Linked DNA regions of Mus musculus: region 2 is linked to region 1. A link is a contact called in public HiChIP or PLAC-seq data. All regions are on one chromosome and are shown on one strand. The core of a region is the stretch at or near the end of the contact, and the rest is flanking DNA. Distances in the headings are between cores, read along the strand shown. Region 1 overlaps Slc22a23 (solute carrier family 22, member 23). Region 2 has its middle 61 kb from the start of Gm36839.

Region 1 (2,537 bases), core at 25-2,524:
ATGACATGACACTTTTAAAGGGCTGTGAAGCTTGTATGGAATTAAGATTTTAGCCCTCACAAACAATGCTTTGTTAGAACGAACACAGCTTTTAGCTTCATTCCAGACTGTCCCGGCTGCTATTGCATCTGAACAGCAGTGCATGTGAGAAGATGAGGCGGGAGGATTTGAATTTAAGGTCATTCTGGGCTATAAGGAAGGGAGTTACTGAGCTGCGGTAGCAGGCTCCCCACAGCTGCAATGTTTCTGTTCTAGCCTTTTATAGAGGTGACAACACCTGCCCCAAAGGCTGTGGAATGGACCATCTGACCAATTTGTAAAACAGGATTCAGAATGGGGTGTTCTTGTCATGTGCTTCAGACTTCTGTCAGAAAAGTCAGTAATGTTATTTTTAGAAACGCAAACAGTGGTTTTGTTAAAAGACATGACTCCCAGAAAAAAGGACGCCCCAAACCACATCAGAGACGGCCCAAATGGAACATGGGGGCAGCAAGGGAGAAGGCAAGAAGACCCCCCTGTCTGTACTGAGAGGGGGAACAATCTAGGACCATCAAAGAGCATTTTAATTTTTAATGCTGTTCTCCTTTTGAGGCATTTAATTTGTGGCGGGAGAGAAAGATGTGTTCTCTAAAACCATCCCTTTTTAAATTTACCAACTGATGGCTGGGAGCCTGCATTTTCGCTACCAGAAGTAACGCCAGGCTGGGCGATTTGAACACTGTCCATTTAAAATTCAAGAAAGCAGCGTCAGATGAAAAGTACCCTCGGAATGCCTGCAGACAAAGGCCTCATAAAAGGCTAATGCTATTTGTCTAGAATTACAGGAAAGAAAGTGAGGGCTGGAGAGGCCCTCTAGCCCCAGCCTTTGTAAGGCCCCCTTGATGGAAAAGAAAGCTCCCCATTAGCATTCTAGTCGGGGCTCTTTGTCCAGTGTAATCTGAGGACTGTGGAAAGAAAGCGCCTGGTGATTTAACCTCCTTGGGTGGAAAAAGAAGAGAGGGGGGGAAGGGGAAAGGGAATCTCGTGTTATCCACTAGTGTTGGCAGAAAGGCACATGCCATGATTTTATGGGGCTGGGGTGATGAGCTGGGCACCCCAGGGCTGTGTCCAGAGAATGCCAGGCTGTGCACAGCACTAGGCCGACAAAAACCCAGCGTATAGGCACAGAGTCTGGATGAAAGGCCCTTTCTGTCATTCCCTAGCCCTCCTCCCTCCCTGCTGCTCTGGAAACCTCTCTAGCCTTCACCCTTTTTGGCTCTGCCTCAGATGGGCGCACTTCAGGAGCCACAGTGGATCTCCTCCCTGTCTCCTCCCTACCCGACACCATGCCAAGAAAGCCAGAGGGCCTTACGGATGCCACATTCCTACTACTTGTCACCGATACGGTCACCAAGGAGACTTGTTGCTTCCCTGGGGATAACCAGGAGACGCAGGTTGTAACACATTTGTGACAGAGATGCATGTCCCTAGATGAGCAGGATGGAAGGAAATGATGTCAAGGCCTGGGCCACACAGTATAGATGGTAGAAGCATCTTGAGGATGCCAGAGAGCCTCCTGTGGACAAGCCAAGCAGGGCAAGAGAGAACAATGCCCAAGGGACATAGTGGCCCGAAGCCCAACTGGCAAAACTGCTCCTCTCTGTAATTAGAGTCAAGGTCGAAGTACCCTGTTGTCTCCCTTCTATAGAGTCTAGGAATCCCAGGCACATCAGAACAGGAGGACACAAGAGAACAGTGAGGAAAAGAGGAGCTTGTCCTACAGAAGTGCAACCCTTGAATACAGGTCCTCATGTGGTGATGGCCCCCGACCATAACATTATTTTCATTGCTACTTTATAAATGCAATTTGACTGCTGTTAAGAGCTGTAATGTAAATGTACTTTTGGAGATAGAGGGCTGTCAAAGGGCTTGTGACCCACAGCTAGAGAACCACCGTTCTAGAAGACACATAAAGTCTCTTGTCCTGATACTGACTGGGGAATCTGCACACACACACAGATACATAAGGGCACACATGAAATACATAAATATAAATACAAACATGGTTTAGGAGTGCACACGAACACACACATATACAGAGAATGAGAGGGTGAGAGAGAGTGTGTGTGTGTGTGTGTGTGTGTGTGTGTACCCTGAGTCTCAGCTGCTCTGGTATGTTTACTAAGGACACCTGCTTTAAAGGTTCAATTTCTCCAAGCTTCATGATCTCCACCTTACTCTCATTTTCCCATCTGACAATCAGGAACTTGTTATTTGGGACTCACCTGGCTCATGGGAAACGGAACCATGAGAGTCTATAAGTCATGTTCTTACCTCCTATGAAAATGTCCAGACTTCTTTAGTGCCCGAGACTTAGTGTGACTTACCGGTGTTCAAAAATAAAAAAGGGATTGCAAACTGACCTTAATCCAAGTGTGGGATTTTTGCCAAGAAGGAAAAACACACAATGAAACAGCTAGAGCAGCAGGTGGGAATACCTCCATATGACATCTGCATAAATGTGTGTGTGTGTGTGGGGGGGTTGCACACATCTGGAA
Region 2 (2,537 bases), core at 28-2,527, 570 kb after region 1:
ACATTTTACATCTTTATAATCTTGAACTTTACTTATTTGGCCAAGTCAGCTCAGTCAGTCAACAGGTTCTCCAGCACAAGAGTGAGGATTAAAAAGAAAAAAGACAATTAGATAACATTGTAGCCTGACCCCAGCCAGTTCTGAGGCTGAGGCAGGTTTATTTTTTCCCAATCTGCTTTTATAACATTTTAATTACATGCAAGTAATAAGGGCAAATAAACACAAATAGTCAAGGAACAAGCAAGGCAATAAGCAAAGTCCCATGGCCACTGTTTTAGAGGGCATATCAGGATGACCAAGATATCTGAGCCGCCTACTTCCCTGTCCTAGCCCAAAGTCATATTCATGCCTGAAGTCTACTTCTTTTGCTCCACCCTAAAATTAAGATTCCTGCCTCAACTTACTTCCTTGTCCTTGGTCAATGTCAGATTCCTGCCAAGCAGCCCCCAAAGCTCTGCACATTTATTTGGCCTTTCTAGGTGTTCTCTCTCTCTTTCTCCCTCCCCCCACCTCTCTCTCTCTCTCTCTCTCTCTCTCTCTCTTTCTCTCTCTTTCTCTCTCTCTCTCTTTCACACACACACACACACACACACACACACACACACTATATTGTGTGTTTCTTTCTTCTGGGAATTTCACAGAGGTAATGGGGGGGGGGGAGCCTGATAATTTCCAAAGGAAGCTGGTGACTTTTCTCCTGACTTCCAGGTTTTGCCTAGGTATAGGATGAGATAACAACCCCGATATCTGGTTTCCACTGACTGTGGAGATATCTGTGAGTCTCAGCTGAGCAGTCAAGAGGGGACCTGGGCAGCCATCTAGATGCAAGGAATCATTCTTGGACTCACTCAAAGATTTTATGGGCCAAGCTTTCTCATCAAAAGAGCAGCGGCCCGGTGGCACTATGGCAATGTTATCAGGATCTCCAGACATCAGGAGACACCTCAGACTGTCTGAGTAGCTAAGTTTCTAGAAGGAGCTGTCAGCAATTTCTGGCAAAAGTCCACATGGCTGGACAAACTCACCAGCTTTCTAGATTAGCTTGCAGAGTGTTCAGGGCTGGGTGCGACAACACACTTAACTCCCTACCTGGTTCCCAGGGATGAAGGCAACGTTTTCTTTTGCACATTCCTCTTTCCATTTACAAAGAGCCCGTGCACAGGGAAGGAATGAACGTGGAGATCTGCGGATTTGCACTGGGACCAGGGCAGGGGGAGGGGAGCCTAATCCCGGGACCAGCTGCCACTGAAAGGCTGTGTGCAGCAGCGCTGGGGAGCATGCAGACGTCTTTGTTGGCCAGGCAAAGCTGGGAAAATGATTTGATTGAGCCCCGCTGCTGAAGGCTCCGGGAGAAAGCTGGCATTCTTTTTCCTGTTTCAAGGGGGAGGGGGGAACAAATCCATTAAGCAAATGATGCAAGGTTCAGCTCCCACACACTGGCTAAACAGTCACAGGACAGTGGTTTAGAAGCGGCCTTAGGCTTGGCTCCCGAGCCACTTTGACTCCTCATTAATTGGCATTGCCCAAGTGTGGACAAACAGTCCCATAAATAACACACGGATAGCCAGTAGCTAACGGCTACCCTGTCTGTTGTGTGTCGTCTCTACTCTCTTCCTCCCTCCCTCCAGCTTTCAGGAAATGACTTCTTGTCATTCTGGCGGGTCTCTTTTCAAGCAGACTGAGGCTGAGAAGTGAAGCCAATCATTTTCAGCATACATTCCACCGAGCAACACCAGGAAGCTGTTGCTTTGGGGAATGAGGCAGAATACGTCCCACCAGAGCCCAATGAGCAGGCCTCTGTGCCCTGGTCATACTGTGTTTTTCATTCAAAGCCAGTGGCTTCTGAGAGTCTTGACTCAGAAGATCACAGAGCAACATGTGAGCTGGGTGTTTTCTCTTTGTGTGAGGGATGCCTCAGAGGCTGCCGTAGACACTGCCTTAGAGATGTGGCCTCTTGAACAAGGCTGTGCAGGTGAACACAAAGCAGCTGCTCCTCAGGGTAGTATCCTTTTTTTTTTCTTCTGGGAAACATGAGGCATAGCCCTGCCCAACAGTCCTTGAATCTCCATGGATCCCTGTAAGACGAGGGCTGTGAAGATGTTGGGCCTAAGCACATACTTTACTTCCTGGAGTAGGAAAACAACTTCTTTTAATTCTTTTTCCTCTACCACAGGTATTTGACAAGTTCAAAAGTCATTATCTTGGCCATTTGTGTGTGTGTGTGTGTGTGTATATATATATACACATATATATGTATATATATGTATATATATATAATTTGCAGTGGAACTTCCATGCTGACACCACAGAAATCCAGTATCTCATCCACACAGAGGCTCTTCCTTTGATCAGTGTATAATAACCACATCCAGGAGTCTTGGGTGCACAGCTCTGGCCACACTGTGCACAGGCTGAGTCCTCTGAGCCATTGTCTCCATATCTGTAATGTGAGAGACCTGAAACTCATAACTCAGAGAAAGCAACAGGAAAAGAAAAAAGTGTTTCTAAACAGCATGAAGTTGAGCATGGTGGGATAG

What was found. HiChIP or PLAC-seq counts read pairs in DNA pulled down with a chosen protein or histone mark.
Region 2: a contact with region 1 is called in an H3K27ac HiChIP or PLAC-seq map of stem cell-derived neural progenitor cells, with 2.4 times the contacts expected there. The contact joins two enhancer-like sites. A contact is called at or near these places in 1 of 115 datasets of contacts at active chromatin or transcription factors (stem cell-derived neural progenitor cells) and 1 of 9 other capture datasets (embryonic tail).

What each region holds. Positions count from the first base shown.
Region 1 is chr13:34,248,202-34,250,738 of GRCm38.p6, forward strand. The region is part of intron 3 of Slc22a23 (solute carrier family 22, member 23); the gene reads right to left. Among named protein-coding and RNA genes, the nearest start is that of Gm52037, 52 kb to the left of the region's middle. Within about 2 kb of position 1,275, at least 118 of the 459 cell types and tissues checked have an H3K27ac peak or open chromatin away from gene starts, as enhancers often do. A contact at or near this core is called in stem cell-derived neural progenitor cells, where this site is marked.
Region 2 is chr13:34,813,379-34,815,915 of GRCm38.p6, forward strand. No RefSeq gene overlaps it. Among named protein-coding and RNA genes, the nearest start is that of Gm36839, 61 kb to the right of the region's middle. Within about 2 kb of position 1,278, at least 102 of the 459 cell types and tissues checked have an H3K27ac peak or open chromatin away from gene starts, as enhancers often do. A contact at or near this core is called in stem cell-derived neural progenitor cells, where this site is marked.